7 separate regions of the Mus musculus genome follow, and all the other regions are linked to region 6. A link is a contact called in public Hi-C, HiChIP or PLAC-seq and promoter capture Hi-C data. All regions are on one chromosome and are shown on one strand. The core of a region is the stretch at or near the end of the contact, and the rest is flanking DNA. Distances in the headings are between cores, read along the strand shown.

What was found. Promoter capture Hi-C pulls out the DNA fragments that hold promoters and counts their contacts. A called contact is a pair of places that touch in the nucleus more often than the background predicts. HiChIP or PLAC-seq counts read pairs in DNA pulled down with a chosen protein or histone mark.
Region 1: an H3K4me3 HiChIP or PLAC-seq map of craniofacial prominence shows a contact between it and region 6, with 4 times the contacts expected there. The contact joins the enhancer-like site here to the promoter of Pax3 in region 6. A contact is called at or near these places in 6 of 39 promoter capture datasets (the 3T3-L1 cell line, cranial neural crest, frontonasal cranial neural crest and 2 more), 4 of 484 Hi-C or Micro-C datasets (B cells, brown adipocytes, peritoneal macrophages and 1 more), 13 of 115 datasets of contacts at active chromatin or transcription factors (craniofacial prominence, embryonic hindbrain, embryonic limb bud and 8 more) and 1 of 9 other capture datasets (embryonic stem cells).
Region 2: a contact with region 6 is called in an H3K4me3 HiChIP or PLAC-seq map of craniofacial prominence, with 3 times the contacts expected there. The contact joins the enhancer-like site here to the promoter of Pax3 in region 6. A contact is called at or near these places in 3 of 39 promoter capture datasets (the HPC-7 cell line, cranial neural crest and liver), 11 of 115 datasets of contacts at active chromatin or transcription factors (craniofacial prominence, embryonic basal ganglia, embryonic forebrain and 8 more) and 3 of 9 other capture datasets (adipose tissue, embryonic stem cells and pancreatic islet).
Region 3: a contact with region 6 is called in a promoter capture Hi-C map of maxillary cranial neural crest. The contact joins the enhancer-like site here to the promoter of Pax3 in region 6. A contact is called at or near these places in 6 of 39 promoter capture datasets (cranial neural crest, embryonic stem cells, frontonasal cranial neural crest and 2 more), 1 of 15 datasets of contacts at CTCF or cohesin (stem cell-derived epiblast-like cells), 4 of 484 Hi-C or Micro-C datasets (embryonic fibroblasts and embryonic stem cells), 10 of 115 datasets of contacts at active chromatin or transcription factors (craniofacial prominence, embryonic hindbrain, embryonic midbrain and 5 more) and 1 of 9 other capture datasets (embryonic stem cells).
Region 4: a Hi-C map of muscle stem cells shows a contact between it and region 6, with 2.2 times the contacts expected there. The contact joins the enhancer-like site here to the promoter of Pax3 in region 6. A contact is called at or near these places in 1 of 39 promoter capture datasets (the HPC-7 cell line), 3 of 484 Hi-C or Micro-C datasets (muscle stem cells, nephron progenitors and uterus), 1 of 115 datasets of contacts at active chromatin or transcription factors (craniofacial prominence) and 2 of 9 other capture datasets (adipose tissue and pancreatic islet).
Region 5: a promoter capture Hi-C map of cranial neural crest shows a contact between it and region 6. The contact joins the enhancer-like site here to the promoter of Pax3 in region 6. A contact is called at or near these places in 6 of 39 promoter capture datasets (the 3T3-L1 cell line, cranial neural crest, frontonasal cranial neural crest and 3 more), 2 of 484 Hi-C or Micro-C datasets (embryonic stem cells and nephron progenitors), 13 of 115 datasets of contacts at active chromatin or transcription factors (craniofacial prominence, embryonic basal ganglia, embryonic forebrain and 8 more) and 2 of 9 other capture datasets (embryonic stem cells and embryonic tail).
Region 7: a promoter capture Hi-C map of the 3T3-L1 cell line shows a contact between it and region 6, with 2.3 times the contacts expected there. The contact joins the enhancer-like site here to the promoter of Pax3 in region 6. A contact is called at or near these places in 5 of 39 promoter capture datasets (the 3T3-L1 cell line, cranial neural crest, frontonasal cranial neural crest and 2 more), 2 of 484 Hi-C or Micro-C datasets (embryonic fibroblasts and granulosa cells) and 3 of 115 datasets of contacts at active chromatin or transcription factors (craniofacial prominence, embryonic limb bud and stem cell-derived neural progenitor cells).

What each region holds. Positions count from the first base shown.
Region 1 is chr1:78,447,063-78,449,905 of GRCm38.p6, reverse strand. The region is part of intron 15 of Farsb (phenylalanyl-tRNA synthetase, beta subunit); the gene reads left to right. Among named protein-coding and RNA genes, the nearest start is that of Farsb, 40 kb to the left of the region's middle. Within about 2 kb of position 1,500, at least 59 of the 459 cell types and tissues checked have an H3K27ac peak or open chromatin away from gene starts, as enhancers often do. A contact at or near this core is called in pancreatic cancer cells, where this site is marked.
Region 2 is chr1:78,395,045-78,397,881 of GRCm38.p6, reverse strand. All of the region lies in intron 4 of Sgpp2 (sphingosine-1-phosphate phosphatase 2), which reads right to left. Among named protein-coding and RNA genes, the nearest start is that of Gm51634, 40 kb to the right of the region's middle. Within about 2 kb of position 1,416, at least 51 of the 459 cell types and tissues checked have an H3K27ac peak or open chromatin away from gene starts, as enhancers often do. A contact at or near this core is called in craniofacial prominence and pancreatic cancer cells, where this site is marked.
Region 3 is chr1:77,951,368-77,954,274 of GRCm38.p6, reverse strand. No RefSeq gene overlaps it. Among named protein-coding and RNA genes, the nearest start is that of Gm26263, 54 kb to the right of the region's middle. Within about 2 kb of position 1,519, at least 1 of the 459 cell types and tissues checked has an H3K27ac peak or open chromatin away from gene starts, as enhancers often do.
Region 4 is chr1:78,346,455-78,349,154 of GRCm38.p6, reverse strand. All of the region lies in intron 1 of Sgpp2 (sphingosine-1-phosphate phosphatase 2), which reads right to left. Among named protein-coding and RNA genes, the nearest start is that of Gm51634, 9.0 kb to the left of the region's middle. Within about 2 kb of position 1,419, at least 35 of the 459 cell types and tissues checked have an H3K27ac peak or open chromatin away from gene starts, as enhancers often do. A contact at or near this core is called in muscle stem cells and uterus, where this site is marked.
Region 5 is chr1:78,007,672-78,010,371 of GRCm38.p6, reverse strand. No RefSeq gene overlaps it. Among named protein-coding and RNA genes, the nearest start is that of Gm26263, 110 kb to the right of the region's middle. Within about 2 kb of position 1,426, at least 14 of the 459 cell types and tissues checked have an H3K27ac peak or open chromatin away from gene starts, as enhancers often do.
Region 6 is chr1:78,195,885-78,198,584 of GRCm38.p6, reverse strand. Pax3 (paired box 3) reads left to right here and starts at 1,449. Exons shown (of 8, transcript NM_008781.4): 1 at 1,449-1,920. The coding sequence starts at 1,836. RefSeq lists cis regulatory regions at 120-342, 498-730, an enhancer at 120-730 and a promoter at 1-1,885.
Region 7 is chr1:78,066,044-78,068,743 of GRCm38.p6, reverse strand. No RefSeq gene overlaps it. Among named protein-coding and RNA genes, the nearest start is that of Pax3, 130 kb to the left of the region's middle. Within about 2 kb of position 1,438, at least 1 of the 459 cell types and tissues checked has an H3K27ac peak or open chromatin away from gene starts, as enhancers often do.

The DNA of each region.
Region 1 (2,843 bases), core at 251-2,750, 250 kb before region 6:
TTCTCAGCATCATTTTAAAATAAAAGTGTATACTTTGGTGCTGCCATATAAAAGCATTTTAGGAAAGTTTTTGCTGGATTTTTTTTTTTGTTCCTTACAATTGAACATATATTTTTAATATTCTTAAGCTTTCATGAATATGTTTTATTGATTTAGGAATTTTGTTCTTCTGTTTAATTAAAAAAATAAGATCTACAACTTGTCAGACATTCCACATCTAGAATTAATTCACTGCCTGTCCTTGCATATATCTGTGGCCATGTTACACTTCTGTGTGCAGCTACAAAGAAAGTGATAGTTTTGTAGTTTATACAGATGCGGTTACACTTAATCTAACCTATCTGGATGCATACTAGTGATCTCATTTTTAATAGTTGTATAATAGTCTACCATATGGAAAGCAGAGTGAGCATGAATGAATGATGGTCCTGAGACTTTTCCTAAAGTATGTCTTTAAGTGAGTATCATTTTCCCTTGAGCAAATAATTATTTTAGAAATAATTGTCAGTCCCTAGGTATATACATTTAAATATTTGATAATTTAGTAAATTATTTTCTAAACTTTTTAACTGATTTTTTTTCTCTTTTTTGTTTTTGTTTTTGTTTTGACTTTGTTGGTTTTGAGTCAGGTCTTGCTCTGTGATCTTGCCTATCTTCAAACTTACATCCTGCTTACAGGTTCACATGAGCCAACATACCCAGCATATAGTTATGTCTATACATATGTCGTATATGGTACTATATTGCATACATTAATTATACCTATAAAATGGATTTTACTATGCCATTTTCTTTTCTTCCTGTTCTCCTCTTTTTTCTTAAAACAGCTACATCTGGTTTGGTTGGAACTTGTAAACCAGGCTGGCCTCCAGTCTGACTGCCTTTGCCTGGTGCTGGGATTAAGGGCACCCACTGCCTATTGTGCCCTGTGTTTTATTCACACCCTCATGGCCTGTAACCCCGTCACTGCCGCTGATCTCCCCATCTAGTCCCTCCTTCACTTCCATGCCTTTGCTTACTTATTTCACTATACTAATTTATAGTCCTGTAAGGAATACATCAGGATTCTTGGTTCCCTACATTAGCTGTGGTCATTTAGAACATGCTAAAATTCTTTAGGAGGCAGGTCTGCAGCATGAGTTACGGTTTTGTGAGTACCAGTGTTGAAAATGCTGCTGGAAAGGTAGCCATAGATGCACCAGTGAAGTGCTTCATTCTCTGAGTCTGGCCTACTGTGAATCTCCAGCATGAGCACAGTATCAGCCCTTGATTTTTCCAGAAGCTTTTTGTTCTCCCCTTACACTTTTGTTCTGACAGCATCTTTATTTGGCGTCTGGGTACATGTGAGTGTAAGGATGACTCTGTACCCTAGATGATATTATTACCAGAAACCACTAATTCCCCTCTAATCATTGGTGCAACAGGATCTACACTGCCTGGAAGCCGATGGCAAAGCCTAGGATATGAGTCACATGCTCAGCACTGTGTGCCACTCCCTTTTCTTTTCCTTAAACAAACCAAACAAACCCTCATGTGTTGTATTCTTTGAGCTCACAGAACTGCATCTAGCCACCCCTCCTTTGGGTGGTTTAGATCAGCTCTCTCCAGGCAGTACTTTGAAGTCTGTGCAATACATGGATAATTTAGGCTGACATACTTGGCAGGCCCATTTAAGAAGCAGAATTGTTTGATGGCATGACACAAGAGGTCTGTTAACTGAGTTATAAAGAACCAAGGCATTTCCAACAAACCCTAGCCTTGGCATGAAATCTAAATAGTTCTTACTTTGTGGCATGCAGTCTTTACTTCCTGTGATGTAATATGGCCTCTCCTGCAGAAGGCAAGGAGGTGGGAGTTTTAGCATACCTCATCATTTTTCTGTGGGCGATGATGGGAATGGAGAGTGAATGTTTAAACAAAATATGAAGAACCAAATCCAGAGGGGGTGGTACCTCTGGAAAATGTGAAAAACCGTGGGGTAGGGAGGACACCTAAATAATGAGGTTAACACGCAGCCCTCAAAGTATTGCAAAATTAAACCTAGAAGTTAGTTTATTATTTCCCACATAAGTTATAAATATCCTGAAACTTTTCTTAAAAGAAATAAACTTTAATTTTATTTTTTATCTTTTTGAAGAGAAGGGCTCATGTAGCCTAAGATAGCGTTAAACTCACTGTGTCCCCGAGGATGCCCTTGAACATGAGATGCTAGTGCCACCGTGCAGTGCTAAAGCACTCTGTCAACTGACTCTGTTTGCAGCTCTTTTTTAAAGTTTTAACTGTAAATTTTTTTTTGCTATAGTTCCTCAAAGCACATAAATTGCTTTAAAACTTCTGTGGTTTTGGTCTAGATATTTTACTGTTATCAAGAAAGGTTCACTTTAAATAATTTGGAGATTAGGAAAAAGTAGACCAAGGCAAAGATTACCAAACTAAGGCAGCTTCTCATTTGCATTGGTGAGCCCTTGGAATGGCGGCCTTACTGTCGGCCTGTTCTCTCACGGTGAGTGTGGAGCTACAAAGTGGGTTCAGTGCATGCCTGTGTTCAAGTGGAGGCCTTGACACCAACACATGGGGACCACATGGCAGGAGGACCCAGAAGCAAGTCAGCAGTATGAAAGGGCCATTTAGCTCTGTTGCACTTCATTTTCTCCCTTCAGGAGGAGAAAGACTGTGTGTGTGTGTGTGTGTGTGTGTGTGTGTGTGTGTGTGTGTGTGTGTATGTGTGTGTTTACATTTCTGCAGCAGAATTAGGCCTCTCATATTAGTTTACACATATTGTTGGGTTCCCTGGCATTTATACCTGCCTGATTTTAATATTATCCTTAGCCTCACCTTTGATT
Region 2 (2,837 bases), core at 167-2,666, 200 kb before region 6:
TAGGCATTTCACTATCTTGACCAATTTCAAATGGTGTTAAGTACAACACTTCTGTGCAACCACCCCAGCATGCACCTCCAGAACTCGTTCTAGAGCAAAATCCATCTTCTATATTCAAGAAATAATTTCTGTTGACATTATAGCATGAATCATAATTTCCTGCTTATATAAGGCTGAATAATATTCTACTGTAGGTATATACTACGTTTTATTTATCTCTTCATTCAACAGCAGACACAGGTTGTTTCCAAATTTTGGTTTTCTTTGCTATTGTAACTAATGCTGCTAATAGCTGTGGGTATACAGATATGGCCAGAGGTATTTTTAAGATATCCATGGGATTATGGAGGGACCCACATGGTCCCACACCTCCCGAGGGATTACTAGCTGTTAATGATTGCTGGTGGAACAGGAGTCATTTTCTTCAGTTGGGTAGCCACTGATACGTTGTCCAGTGATCCAATAAATAGCTTTCCACCTTGGAGAAGCAGTTTGCTTTAGTTAGGGTTTTACTGCTGTGAAAGACACCATGACCAAGGCAACTCATAAAAGGACAACATTTAATTGGGGCTGGCTTACAGGTTCAGAGGTTCACTCTATAAACATCAAGGCAGGAGGAGCATGGCAGCATCCAGGCAGGCATGGTGCAGGAGGAGCTGGGAGTTCTACATCTTGTTTCGAAGGCAAACAGAAGAAGACTGGCTTCCAGGCAGCTAGGATCTTAAAGGGTCTTAAAGCCCACGCCCACAGTGACACACTTTCTCTAACAAGGCCACACCTACTCCAACATGGCCACACATCCTAATAGTGTTACTTCCTGGGCCAAGCATACTCAAACTACCACAAAGCTCTAATTAAATTCAGAGAGCCACACATGAAGAAGACATGAAAGTAAAGAGGAGACTTCTCAGGGAGAAGGTTTCAGTTGGAGGGAGTGAGAGAGGGGAAGAGAGGTGTAAATAACTAAAATGTGTTATACATAGGTATGAAACTATCAGACAACAAAAAAAAAAAAATGGCAAAGATTTCTACAGGATTTGAACAGGCAGCGATGGTGGGGCCACTGCCTCCTGTGGATTGTTCTGAGGGGTCCTGGCGAGAAACCACATTATCTTAGTTGGCTCAGGCCTTTGCTAATTATAGCATCCATGCCAAGTTATCACTAGCTCACACTTCTGCTTTCTTCAGTAGACTCTGAGATCCAGGAGAGCAGGTGGGTTTGTTCCTAGAGATCAAGATATCCCTAGATCTCGTTCCAAGCCTGACACCCCTCAGAAATTATCGAGCTGAGCACAGAACTGCAGGAACCTATAATTTACCACTCTGCTAACAGCCATTCCCTTTGCTACGAGGATGTCATGACTCATGGTGCCCTGAGCCAGGCTCTGGTCCTGCAGCCTGATGCACTCTGGACCTGAGCCAGTGTCGAATTGCAAGGCAAGGGCAGAACTGAGTAAGAGAAAGCCAGTGGGGTACAGTGGACCGGGACCAGGGAGGAGAGCAGCAGCCCCGGGCCCTCACTCCATCCTTCCCTAAGAATGGCTGCAACCCATTCCTTGCATCTAAATGAGAGGCCCAATCAATCTTCCCACAAATATCTGCCTCTCCATCTCCAAAAGCCACTTAAAAAGGAAAGAGAGGGAGAAAAAAAAGTAACTGTGTTTCACTGAAGTGGATTTGTGTGTTTTCTCTCTGTGTGTCTGGAGCCCCGCATTCCTGCGTTTTCTTTGGTTTTAATTTTAACCTGAGGTCGATTTTTTTTTTCCTTTCCAAAATGGAAACCTATGGAAATTAAAAAGTAGCACCAGATAAAAAGAAATGCCAAAACACCCAGGAGAGTCCTGCAGAGTTCCACACTGAGGTCTAGGAAGGGATCTGCAGAGAAGTCTTTGTCATGTGGAGAAGTGGTGTGGCGAATTGAGAATGCTCTGCTCCCCTCCCCCCACCTCAGAAACCAGCAGATGCAGTGTGTGCTGGGGCAGAGGAGCGAGGAGGACCGAGCCTTGGTAGGCAGAAGAGCACCCTCTTCACTGCCTCTTTGGTGTTTCTAAGATCTGGGCCCCCTTTCACTCAAACAGCAAACTGCTTGGGGCCTGGATTAGGGCAGGTATACCTGTGGAAACACAGGGCGGATGTCTTCGTTTATACTTAGATATTTTTATCTACTATGGAATCTGCTTCATTGCCTCATGTAGCCTACGACGGCCTCAAGCTTGCTATGTACTGAAGAGAACTTAACTTTGATCCTTTGGCTTCAACCTTCCAGGGGCTGGGATTGCAGTTGTCTGACATCGTGCCCCATGCCCCATTTTATTCTGTTCTGGCGATGGAACCACAGCTTTGTGAATGTTACGCAAGCGTTTCTCCAACTGAGCCTCATCTCAGCCTTATAGGCTCTTAATTGTATGCCTTACCTGCCTCTCCCGAGGCTTCCTGTTGCTCTCGTTTGGCACTCCCTTTGCATTCTCCCCTGATGACCCATCCTTACACTGTTACATGAGAACTCAGTCCTGGCACCAGGGAGAGACTCAAGAAGGCCTGGGCAGATGTCCTTCCCTGACAAGGCCTTTTGCTAATGTCTCTTGCAGTGTCACAGCTGAAATGAACACTGCTGTCAAAGGCCCATTTCTTCTTAAAGACATCTTTCTTGTACAGAATGGAATGAGAAATGGTGTTCCTGTGGCAAACCACAACCAGCTCTATGCTCTGCAATTCTCCGGCTGGATCCCACGTCACACCCTGAATACTCAAGGACTCTTTACCATACTAACTGTTGGTTATGTGGTAAAAGGATGGGCCAACTTCTAAATGAATATGCTGCTCTGTGATTCTGTCAC
Region 3 (2,907 bases), core at 270-2,769, 240 kb after region 6:
TAAAATTTTCATGGAAAGTGCTATGTGTATTTCTTTACTAGTTTTGATAAATATAAGTACTTGAACATTCATCTTGAGTTTTGTGGCAATCATATTTTCAAGGGAGGCTTCACAAAACATGTTTAGTTTTTGTATGACATATTGACTGAGAATGGACATAGAATACTGCACCCCAGTCAGGAGAACTTTAGCTTGAGGGAGTTTTTCAATGTTTGGAGATAATTTTGGTGATAAACTGTTGGCATCCATGGGTAGAAATCAGGGATGCTGTTTAGCACTATTACTGCACAGAAAAATGTCAACCTTCTACAAATGATGAGTCCAGGAAGGCTTCAGGGTTGCAAGCCTCAGACCTACACAGTCTCACTTGCCCTCCCCTATATGACGTTGATGGGATATGGCCAAGAGGTGTTAGGTGATGTGACCTGGCAATTCTCTACCTTCATCTCTTTGTGTCTCTGTCAACCCATGCTTAACCTATTTTTACCACCAAAAATAAAATGGAAGGTGCTGGGAAATCTCCTTTTGTTCAGCACAAAGTCCCTGTACATGTTTAGGATGGTACTGTTGGGTGGATCATCACCAGTTAGCAGTAATTGCAGAATTAGCAACCAGTTAAATATTTTAACCAAAAACTCTTCATTCAACAGCCCACAAACCCAGAGACATCATCTTCTGGGTAACATTTTCCCCTAAGTGCTGTCTGATGAACTCAGTGAGAAAAAGTGTGTGTGTGTGTGTGTGTGTGTGTGTGTGTGTGTGTGTGTGTCTGGACGTTTCTATAATACTAGGTAGGTTTCAAAAAATATAATTTTTTTGAAAGTCATTCACTTTTTGTTAAAAAAAATTAAGCCTTTAGATTAGTGTGCCAAGTAATGGGCTTCATCTTTGCATCTTCAAGCATAGATGTTATTATACTTTGTTCTCAATCATTCCCCTCCTCCTTGCCCCCCTAGTCCCCAGCTGGTTCCCTTTCTTCTGCATTGGTACCCATTTTTATTTTTCTCTTCCCTGTATTCACTCTCCTGTCCATTCCTCACTCCCCTTAAGATCCCTCCCTCCCCCTTTATGATCTTCTTTCTAGTTTCATGACCTACAAACACACATATAAAAATATACACACATAGATATGCATATATTATATATAATTATACATATACTTTTAAATTTAGGCTTTCCATATGAAAGAAAACATGTGTTATTTGTCTTTCAGACTCTGGCTTACTTCACTTAACATAATGATTTCCAGTTGCATGCACGTTTCTGGAAATAGCAGGATTTCTAGTTTCTCTATAGCTAAACAGAATACCAGGTACCACATTTTCTTAATCCATTCATCTGCTGAGGGACAACTAGCCCAATTCCATTCCTGGTCACTATGACTATTGCAGCAATAATGTAGATACCTTGCTCACTTTGACTTTCTGAATTCAAATAGGTGCTTTGGCTACAATTCCCCAATTTTCTGTAATTATTTGTTGTAATTCTAAGAGTTTCTTAACCCCTACACAGTAGCCCTGAATTAGAGACATGTGTAAATTTTGGCTACAGTAAGAAACAAGGACGAAATTCTTTTGGTCCCATGTAATTTACTCTTATTATTGGTAGCCATCAGAAAACTCACAAGGGAGAGCTAGGAATGTCAGGGTATAAGATAGTGATAATTACTAACAGATAATCAGTTGTGGGCATACCTGGACATCCACTGAAAGGGAAGTTTGTGCTGATGGTGACTTAGTCCCTGGTAACACCTGTAATCCAACAGAATGCTCGTTATGAAATAGCCAAGTTCCTTCACAAGGCACTTACGGAACCTTCCAGAATGTGGAGCTGCGAACCCATTTGTGAAGCTCACATACACGAGTGTGGTTTGGATGTCTTACTTTCAAATGCTCAGAGGAATACTGGGTTTTAAAGTTACTACTTGATTGAAAACATGCAAAACTCATTCCTGCATAATAATTTGCTATATTTAAAATTACTTTCTTCTAGGCTTTCCATTAGCACGAGCAGATTTTTTTTTTCCTAATCCTAAATTCATGCAAAAGAGATGACAGTTGTGATCTCTCCTCAAATTGCTAGCGAGGGCATCCTATCCCTCACCCTTGTGGTGTTGTAGTCCCTGCCTGAGAAACCAAAGATGCTGCCCCTGCATCCAAAAAAGTACAAAGAAACAGAAAATGACATTTTGCACTTATTTGCATCAAATTAAGGAGAAATATTGTATTTTTTCCATATAAAATTACACATTTGTAGCTGCTAAGTTTGAAATACAGAAGCAGCTGATCAAAAGAATCCTTATGAAAAAGAGCCAAGTCATGTCAGGGTGGTTTAGTGGAATTACTGAAAATAAGCTTATGCAGATTCATTACTGACTTAGGGATGTACAATGTCAAGACTGCTTCTGAACTGAAGTGAGCACTTAAATCCTTATTTCAAACTGTAAAAATGGCTTCTCTTTGACCAGGACAAAGTTAAGCATCAAAGACTATCGCAGGTCAGCCTTCATGTTGCAGGTCAGCCTTCATGTCTCAGGTACAGACAGGGATGGGGGTAATCTACAAAGAACAGGGCAGTCCTTTCTGAGTCAGGATTCGTTTTCTCATATTCTAGATTATGGATGTAAATTTAAAAAGAAAAGGAAAAAAGAAAACAGCTGCAGGTGTTTGAATTTGCCAGATCTAATATAAGCACCCTGACTTCACAGTAAGAACCTACCTCGCAAAGAAGACTCTTGGTCTTTTAATAGTCGGTGTTGGACGGTTCAGGCTCTTAGCCTGCACAAATCTATAGACTTGAAACACGGTGTCTTATACTAGGAGCAAGAGTGGCAGAGTAGAAATATTCCGAAACTAACTCCAAATGCTTAGGTACTTGGTACGTCTGTTCTGACCTTAAAAATCTACA
Region 4 (2,700 bases), core at 170-2,669, 150 kb before region 6:
TTTTATATTTCCTTTTCTTCCCTGGTATCTGATTTAGCCCTTGCTTTTCTGATGAACACATTTCACTTGGAACCATCTGAAAAGTCAAAAGCGAAAGCCAACTTACCCATTGTCCCACCCCTCAGGTTCAGCCTCTTTGAACATGTCTGCTGTCCCCTCCCACTGCAAAGCCCTGGGTGGGTATAGGTGTTTTCACTCAACTGTGACTGTGTTCACCTTAAATGTAGCATTACTTAACATGCCCCGAGCCTTTTACAAGGTCTGAGGACTTTTGTTTCGTTTTTGTTTTGTTTTCAAGAAGTGGTTTCTCTGTGTAGCCCTGGCTATCCTGGAATTCACTCTGCAGACTGGGCTGGCCTCAAACTCAGAGTTCTGCTTGCCCCAGCCTCTGAAGTACTGGAACATATTCTTCATCCTGGTTTTGACTCCATCTTTGCTACATTGCACTTTTTCCTTCACCCTTGTGTCAGAGGAGGCAAAGGCTGGCAAGGGCACCCAAGAAGCCCCCTAAGCACTAGTGGTTACAGGACCAAAGACACTTCCAGCGAGACTTCCTTGCCCCCACCTGCAAGAGCACATGGAAGCATCGTGTTTTGTATTCTACTCTCTCACACATTCACACGGACAGTGCTCTCTGAATCTTCCCAAGACCTTAAAGTCTCTCAGCCTTGCTTCCTGCCTCCTCCCTCTCACCATGTACAGCACTGTACCACCGTGCCTGACTCTTTCACCCTGTGCAAAAGCTTTGGGGGTAAACTTTAAGGTCATCTAAGGGCCACAGCTCAGGCATGCCGCTGAAGAAATGAAGTCTGACTTGAGAATAGGCATGGGCCATACCATGAGCCAAGGCAGAAGAACCATTCTGTATCCATCTTACAGCAGGTGAGGTGAAGCCCTCTGTGGGTGGGAAGTCCATAAGCCTACTCAACTTGCTGCAACCTTTGGCTGAGTTACAAGGAGAGGAGAAGCTCAGAGGGTCTGGGTGTTCTGACACCCTGGACCTAATGGCACATCTGTTGGACACCTCTGAGCTGCCATGTTCTGCTGTGAGCCTGCAAAAGCAGCTTCCCTTATCAAGGCATTGGGAAGACCAAATGAATGTGCATGGCGAACACATGTGGTGAATCAGACACATGGTTTCTGCTTAATCAATAGTAGGAGTGCTTGCATTATTTCTATTGATAGTATAAAGGGAAAGGATTACAGAAGGCTATCTGCTCTTGGTGGGATATACAGCAAAGAAAGCAAACAAATTTAAGAGAAGAGAGAAAAAAAAAAACAGGATGAAAGAGAAAGAGGCAAGGAAACTATCTTGGAAGGGTGACTCAGACTTTGACAGAGAGGAAGGGGGAAGGAGGCTCTGCCTGTGAGTGACCTCTGCATGCTCCCATCTTCTATCTGAAATTAAAACTGAGAACTCAGCGAGCCTCTCGGTCCATCCAGATGAGTAATGCCCGCGTCTGTGTCAGGCCTTGGCTTTGCCATGTGGGATTTGATGATAGTTATTTAGTAAGAAACCACAGGAACCAAAACAATTTGATGAAACCCAGAGAAAGTGAGTCTTTCTTTCATGGATGGCAACTGAATGCCACAGGCTGAGGGCCGACCCACCCTGAATTCTCCCGCAGGCTCTGGGCTTCATCCAGGATGCAGCACCACCGGCGGCGTAGGACACTGGGGATTCCTGCGCAGTAAACACGGACTGTGGTTCCTACACCTACAGACACAGACCTCAGGGATGGCCAAGTGTGCTGACTGTGGTTCTCATTGCTTCCCACAGGAAGACGCTTTCCAGAAAGTACTGGCTGACCTCAGCTGATAATCCTGATGTGTCAGAAATGGCACAAGAACTATGACTTCTCGGTAAGGAAGGAAACTAGACCTTAATGGCTTGTCTCTGTCGTCTCTGCGCATCCAAGGGAAACAATAAATCCGGGTGACTGTGGGCTCAAAGACTTGGAAGGAAGAAAAAGAACATTTAAAGTCTTGTACCTTCATGTCAGAATGGCTGATAGAGTCAGGGGTGATAGCACACGCCTTTGATCCCAGAGGTAGGAGGATCTTTTGGAATTTAAGGACAGTCTGGACTACATATCAAGTTCCAGGTCAGCCAGGGCTACATAGTGAGACCCTTCTCAAAAAACAAAACATAAAGAGGGTGGCTGATGGAGGTCCCCACCAATCACCCCCATCAGAGAAGACTGCCATATTAAACCAGTTATACATCTCATCAGACTGCCATGTATGGGCACTTCTCTAGTTAAAAGGATGTCTTCAGTAGCATCTAAGCCCTTGTCCATTGAAGTGTGGCTTCTAGACAGCAGCATGGATGTCACATACAAATTCGGATTCCTAGCCCCTCAAAAGGATCCAAAGATCTAGAGTCCCCTGGAATTGTGACGAGGGTCTCTCGTGCTTCGATCACACATTGAAGTGTGAAAGGGCTAATATGTGAGTAGAACGGTGTGAGCTGTCTCCACTAAGAATCCATTACACTCCAGAACACATTGAGATCCTGTTATAACTGTGAACAGAAACTGCTTACAGATGTTTTGCTTAATTTTTTTTCTTTTATTTTCATTTTTTGAAGTTCTGGGGCTCCAGAGCTCCACCCATACCAGGAAAGTTCTCCATGGGCTACACCCCGAGTCCTAGGGATGGCCTATAGAACTGTCTCCTGAGTATGACTTTTGCTGTTGA
Region 5 (2,700 bases), core at 177-2,676, 190 kb after region 6:
CTGGCCTCAAACTCAGAAATCCTTCTGCCTCTGCCTCCTAAGTGCTGGGATTAAAGGCTTGTGCCACCACTGCCCAGCAATGCCATGTCTTTTGTATATAGGATTTTCATGGGAATGACTAAAGAAAAAAAAAAAAAAAACGGGCGTCAGGAAGGGAATTTTCAGATCATGTTGGGATTCATATATAGCAGTCACATCTCTAAGGAGCACAGTGATAAAGAAATGCTTTAACTCTGTAGCTTTCTTTAACATAACAGTTAATGAACCATAACAGCACAGTGAGGGACCGCAGCACGCGGGGAATTCTATTCCCTAGACTGCCTGCATCGTCTTCAGACTTGCTCAGTGTCTACATTCCTAGGCAGAATCCTGTCTCAGTCACAGAAAATGTTGAAGGCTGTGTGTTTGATATGCACTAAGTACACAAAATGAAGGAAATGGATTATGAACTAGAAAATTCTATATCTCTCTTCTCTTTTCTCTTCTCTTCTCTTCTCTTCTCTTCTCTTCTCTTTTCTTTTCCCTTTCTTTCTTTCTTTCTTTCTTTCTCTTTCTTCCTTCCTTTTTTCTTTCTCTTTCTTATCTTTCTCTCTCTCTCTCTCTCTCTCTCTCTCTCTCTCTCTCTCTCTTTCTTTCTTTCTTTCTTTCTTTCTTTCTTCCTTTCTGGTAAAATGAGCCAATGGACACTTTTTCACTTTGAAAGTTCTCTCCAAAATTTTAACATGCCATCATGCCAGCATCAGGGACCAAACTGAATAGAGACTAGAAATATACAGTCATCTTGGATCCTTCCTCGCTTGTTTGCACAGCTCTTCAAAGATTCAGTCTGATTTATGACCCATCTGAAATAAGAGAGTTTTTATTAACAAGTCAATCATGATATTGTTAAATGCTAAATAAAATCTACTGTGGGTATCGGATGAGAAAATGTACTGTCAGTGAGCGGTATATTTCAAGTCCCACCAAAATGGAATTCACATGAAATTTTATGTGCTTCAGAATAGAATAACCCTGATTCATGCAGGGAGATCTTAAACGCTAATGTATGCATATTTATGGAACGCAGAGCTGACACTTGGCACGCTGCCTCCCCAGGACTGCTTCTGTAAACCTCAATAAGACCCACCTGTTGCCGCTTCCACGAGCCCTCTGCAAACTCGAGGCATGCAAAGTACCCAGGGCCGCCTTTCCAGTGCGATTTGCAGAAACCGGTCCTATTACCTTGGACACACACCAGAGAAAACAAAATAGCTCAAAGCCATGGGAGAGAAAGAAGAGAAGTGGGCTTACTAAGTCAATATCCTGCTTCCCTTCACAGCTACTTTTTCACAGGGAAAATGGCTGCCATCACTGTGTGGTCCTTGCCTGAGATTGTGGACACTTTTCTAACTACACTGCGCACCCGTGTGCCTACGACAGAGGCTGCGTCTCACTATGTCCATGCGGGGGCGCTCTTTTGCAGTCTCTCTGCAGACCTCAGGAGTCTAAGGTGCGATCAGGAGAGGCACTTCAGTTGCTTCCTTTGTCTGTAACTTTTAAGCTCTAAGAGCTCTGTGAGCTTCCATTTTTTATAGATAGATTATTTTAAAGGAATCTTTCTGTTAAATGGCTTAAAGGCCAAATTAAAAAAAAAAAAAGAAAGAAGGAGAAAAAAAAAAAAAGAAAAAGAAAAAGAAAAAAAGAAAAAGAAAAAGAAAGAAACTTAGTTTTGGCAACCATCCCATATTGCTATAATTCAATATTGTAATTTTTTTTGAGCCACAGCCTCTAAGCACCAAATTATTATTTCGCTATTTTCTTCTGCTCTTCTAAATCCTTATAAAATTTAGAAGCATAGTACATGCTGGTCCCCCACCCCCACCCCCCTGTTCTTGGACAGCCTGCTCCTCAGGCTCTCAGTGGATGTGGCTGGTTTCTTTTTCCCATTTCTTTCAAATTGGGCCCACATGGCCTTCTGACTGAGCAGTCCCTCATAGAGGAAAATGGGATTTTCATCCATGAGAGTAAATTGTTGTTAGGATTGATCTGTTCTAGGGAAACTGGAGTCTGCTTCTTGGTCTCTGGCTACAGTGAAGGAGAAAGTGAATATAAGTGGTCAAGAGGAGAGGGAGAGAGAGAGAGAGAGAGAGAGAGAGAGAGAGAGAGAGACGAAGGATCAGGAGAGAGCATGAGAAATGTATCAACACCTCTGTCTTCTGTGACCCTCCTGTCTGAGACATTAAGTTTAAATATCCAAGTGGGAGATCGGAGGGTAGGTTACGTCACCTTATGGGGACTATCAAGGAATTCCATGACTTCTTTGGTGGTTTCATTTTCCCTTTTGGCGAATTTGTTGCCTCCTGAGCTCTTTTTCTGTTTTAGAACTCTGTGTTATTAAACATCTCTCAAAGCTAGCGTGCCACCAGCATTGGTGGCAGGTTGGTGATGTGGAGACACAAAATCTCTTGCGATACGGTGGTGTTTGCTTGTGTTTGTTTGTATGGGATGCGATGGGGGATCTCTTTCCTGTTGCTTCTCAGTTTCATGACACGGGAGGTTGCAGGGGGAAAAAAATCTCCCTTCAGCATCTCCTTTCACTAAACTCTTGAGGATGAGGAGGCGAAAAGGGGCTTAGTGAGGGGCTATTCTGAGAGAAGGGACATGGCCCAGTTGCTGCCTCCTCCTCTATACTGATACAGCTAACCTCTTATCTTCATCTCC
Region 6 (2,700 bases), core at 200-2,699:
CTTTTGACTTCAGGGGGAGCAAAGAGCTACCCAGCTTTCTCCACTGGGAGTGAACTCTTAAAGGGCCAGCTCAGGGACTTTGAACAACTACACGCACGCCCCCCCCCCTTGAGTTTGCCTTAATTAGGGGGTGGGCAAGTAGGATTGGGGGCCTGAGTTCACATCAAAACTGTCAAAGGAGATGGGGGGGGGGAGGACATGGAGAGAGGGTTGGAGGATTCAGGGGCAGGAAAAATTCAAATATCATAAAAAGAAAAGGGAACTTGAAGCCCAGAAGTCATTGTTTCCTTTATTTCAAAGGGGAAAAAACCTGCCTGATTCTCATCCTTTTGATTGATTAAGGCCCTGAATACCTCTCGGCCCCAGAGTGACAGTCCCTGAATAGACTTGAGGGAATAAAGAGCAGCGCAGAACGTGGGGCTGGCACGGGAGGGGGGTGTAAGGGAGGAGTGTTCGCTGGCACTTACCAAGTTATAAATAAAAGGCTAGGCACAATGGTACCTTCTCTAAGGACAGACAGTCTTTACAACACTCCTGGCGTCATATCCTGCTGGGGACACTTCAGCTCCTAGCCAAGACGTTGCTTCTTTTATTTTTCCAGCAGTTTAGTCTGAATGCCATAATAAATTCCTGAGAACAAACGCTGCACCCGGGCAAAACCTCAACATATAGATGCAAGTGCATCGGGGATGAATGTGTACGTGGAGATTTAAAGTCCCCGCTTCTCAGAAGGGTTTTTAAACCAAGAAAAGGAGCTGGCTTCCCCATTGCTTGCAACTTGGAGCCCAGGGGAGGCCTAACCTCTTCAGTCTCTGTCATGGCTATGCCACCTGTCTTTCATTCCCAGCCTAAGAAAGACAAAAGGACCTTCTGGGCACATCTTGGACTCTTCCTGAGAGATGCCTTTCTGGGAGGCTCACATAGGGAGCTCAGGCCCAGAGGCAGACCAGAGAAAGGAAAAGGAAACACATCCGGAATTCTCTGTGCCCCTTTCCAAATTTGCTCCACCGCCATCTCCGTATTAGTAATCCCGAAGCGAAATCCACAGGTGAAAAGCAGGGGCAGACAGAGGAAATAAGGGGCGGATATAGCAAGGTTTCCAGAGAAAGGCGGAAAGAGATTAGGACAGAGTAATAGAAAACCAAGATGATCAAGGCTGAATCTCATGTAGAGGGACAGGGACACCGCGAGCCTTTTTCCATCCTCACTGGCTCTTGCCACCCAAGCTGCCTCTCCTAGTTTCAACCTGTCCACCCTTCTCTTGAGAAAGGGACACAGAGCTAGTCCCCCTCTGGGTCGGCGGAGGCCTGGGGACCGTCAGGGATGGGAAGAGAAAGTAGCTTCTGTCGCCCAATCAGCGCGTGTCTTTGCCACCCGGGACGGTCTCCTCCTCGGCCAATCGCAGCTCAGGGCTCCTGATCAAGCTTTGGGTGAAAGAACTAATAAATGCTCCCTAGTCCGGATCCCTGCACTCGGTGTCACGACGGGAGGAGACTTGGGACGTGTTCCTGCCTCGTCACCACCCTCCCTCACCCGATCTTCGCGGTGCAGTGAGCACCTTTGCCAGTAGCCCCAGCTGAGGGGCCGATCTGCTAGACTCGCACCAAACTCGTCCGCCCTGGGCTTGGGATCCTGCACTCAAGGGACTCCTCTGGAGCCTGTGGACTTGGATCTATTAGCGCCCCCCTCCCCGCGCCCCGCCTCCCTCTCTGGCCTTTTTTGGGGGAGGAGCTCTCCGAGATCCGGAGAGTTCCCGAGGGTCACCCGCCGCACTGTGCTCGCTTTTTCGTCTCGCCTTCACCTGGATATAATTTGCGAGCGAAGCTGCCCCCAGGATGACCACGCTGGCCGGCGCTGTGCCCAGGATGATGCGGCCCGGCCCGGGGCAGAATTACCCACGCAGCGGCTTCCCGCTGGAAGGTATGTTAGGGCCTCAGCTCGTCCGGATCCCCGGGCCTGGGATTGGCTGCCGCACCCCAATCCTGGTCTCCAGGGCCTCCACTCGTGCCTTACCGGGAGCCTCTTCCCGTGGTACTTCTCAACCCAAGAAGCAAAAGTGGGGAGGGGGTTCTCGTGGAGAGCGGGAGAAGCCCCATTTCACGTTCTGGCTGCAAACGGAGTGCTAAGCTCACTACAAGCTCTCGGAGCTTGCCTGGCCTGCTCCTGCCGGCTCCACTTTGCCCTGTTGTTTCGGAATTGCTGCCGTGAGAAAGGTGAACAAGCTTCGCAGCGCCGGAAGCAAGTTCTCTTTCTGTTCACCTAAAGTTGCTACGAAATTGTGCGGGCTGCGTTCACTTTTGAATAACTACTATTAGTTCGGCAAGAATTTTCCTGCTGTGAAAAATTCTGGTGGCCCTTCCTAGTTGAAAAGTTTTAGCATTGATTAGCAAATTCCACTCAACTCAAGTGGCATCTCGAAGTTTCTAAAATGGTTGGCAATGCCTTTCGGTTTGCTTAAAGGTGCTGGGAAATTTCGGGGAGGTAGAAATTACTGCAAACCCGAACCCGACCAAATAATTTGGGAAGTAAAAGCAGGAGACTGGGGTTCTGGAGGAGCCCTTCGACCTCGATCCAGAGTAAAACGTGACGTGCAAGGGCGGTCATTTCGGCAGTGGTGTCCACAGCTAGGCTCGCTGCCATTTTTATTTTTTAAGTGTAACAGGTGATACCTGCTGTCACCTGTGTCTCCTTTCGGGAGCC
Region 7 (2,700 bases), core at 189-2,688, 130 kb after region 6:
TCCTCAAATCAGTTGTCAGTGATCAGCTGTAGAAGCTCATCTCAGCTGGTACGCAATGATAGGCAGTGGCTTTAACTGACTTCAAGCCATACCTGGGTCCTATGAGTTTATTTGTGCTGCCTGAGAAGCTGTAACAGAAGATGGGAGGTATCTGTGTTCAAAACGTGTATGCATAAAATAAAATAGTTTACCTCCACTGTGTATGTGTGCACTTGTGTGTGTTTAAGAAGCAACAATCCCTCTATGTCCACAGCCATGGAGACTGACTCTCACTTTAGTAGGCCCATCCTCTGCACTGCTCTGTCGTCAGAGGCACTGGTCTTGGGTTATGTGTACTAAGATGTACCTGTCTCCATATCCAAATGCCTCTGTCAGGCTACAGTACAGTGAGGAGGAAGGTTCTGGGGTTACACGGACTTGCTTTTGAGTGAACAGATCACCTTTCCTGGAAAAAGCCATCACACATTCAGCAAGGTCCTTTGCACTTACCATTCCACTTGATTCCCAAAGTGACATCATGACCTATTATTTTAATTTTTCTTCATTTTCATTAATATTTGCGCAAGTTTATATATATCACATATACTAACCACTCTGAACTCCTACATTTATGTCAGACATGTTTTCCCTCCCCATAAATCCTTCACTCACATGTTATGACCTAAATCTTGGGGGCTGAGTGCAGACAAGGGACAGTGCCAGTAGAGGCCAGAAGAAGCCATTGGATCCCCTGGAGCAGGGTTTCTCAACCATCCTAATGGTGTGACCCTTTAATACAGTTCTTCATGGTGTGGTGACTCCAACCATAAAATCATTTCATTGCTACTTTGTAATTGTAATTTTGCTATTTTTATGAATCATAATAAAAATATCCGATATGCAGGATACTTGACAGATGACTTCTGGGAAAGTGTTGTTTGACACCCCACCAAAGGGGTCGAGACCCACAGGTTGAGAACCACTGTAGTGGAGCTGGTTATAGGTGGTTGTGAGTTACTTGGCATGGGTGCTGGGAACTGAACTCAGGTCTTCTGCAAGAGCACTAGAGGCTCTTACCCACTGAGTCACCTCGCCATCCCTCATGACCTATTTCTACCATCATTTTACAGATAGGAAAGGAGTCTTGGAGCAAAGGATAAAGGCCATCGAGCTCTTATTACAAGGCTAAGCTCTAGGAGCTCCATGAACTACTCTATTTAGTCCACATCTGATTGTATTTCATATCACCATTCTTGTTTTATAGGTGTGAAACGTGACACACAAAGACCCAGGAGCTGCTAGGGTTTCTCCATATGTACAAGGCTGAGCTAGGATGTAAAGCAGGCACTGAGTGCTTCAACACCCAGGCCATCAACATTATGTTTGTGTTAATCTTAGAAAAATGCATGCCCAAGAACACACAGGGAGCAAATGGTAAAACCTGGCTTTCAGCTTCAGGAGTCTGACTCTACATCTCTTACTCCTTGCCCGTACCCTTAGTCCCCAGTCTCTGGTTTGTCTGGGCTGCTCTGTCAGTTACAGATGAACTGAATACAAGGCAAAGGAAGATGATACAGGGCTGGCTTGCCAGGTGAACATCGAGGAGCTGATGGAGTCCTGTTTGGAGAGGGAGATCACACTATGGGTGCACCCTATCATGGGAAGATGTCTAGGTTGTAGGCTTGGCTAAACCCCCTTTCCTGGTTCACACTTGGCAAACAACCTTTCTACTACTTGAGTTCTCTCTTCTGTGAATTGTACCAAGCAACGTTGGGAAAAAGATTTCATGAGAAAGCACTTGAAAGTTGTTATCTCCCCTGGTCCTTAGTTTTCTATGTCCCTTTTGCAGGATGCCATGGTCATTTAATCATGTACTAACTTAGACACCAGTGTGTAGCTTTCCTGTCTTTCCTAAGGGGCAAACTGGAGAAGCCCTGCTTATGCCTTCTCTAACATGCTCTCCAGACATGATTGCTAGGTGACTTTTTTTTTAATGTAGCAATGTCCTAAGAGCTGTGGGAAGAAAATTAAAACTTGGTGATAAAAATGATGGAGACAGCCCCCGTTTCCACTTGATTTGGTTCACACATTTCCAGCTTGCAGAGTCAGATCTATTGCCTTTGAATTCCTTTGCTGTTGTCCAATGTAGTGGGAGCACAATGTTCTTTGAGCAGTGTGCTGCTGTGGTAAAGCTGCAGATATGATTCCGGCATCACTGCACAGCCTGGCTGATGTGCTGATTAAAGGAAAATGCCATGGTGAATTGGAAGATATTTTAACTACTATATCTAATTACAAAGAAGAACATGTTACTTACCCAAATCTGAATGTGTTCTATAATAAAAAACAAGAGCAATTAACAATCAAACAAGCAACTGCCTTCCTGACAGGCAGATGACACAACCCAGGACTTGGAAAATGTAGAGAGCTCTCGCTTGACGAGGAAAAATGAGATGGTCCTTCCAGCTGTAAGGTAAGATCCAAGGGCCCGATTCCTTGTGGTTAAAAGGCCAGGGTGGTATTCAGGAAGCTGAGGACTCTGTGTGCTTGCATTTGTGTTGATGAAGCAATGTTCTGTCTATCTTTAACATGGCTCAAACAAGTATTTATGATTTCTCAGATATTTTGACCTAGAAAATATCTTTCTTGTGTAATTTCCTTAGAAGTAAGTTGTTGTTATTGAAATGCATACTTAAGGAGGTACATTTCTTTGCTGTATTA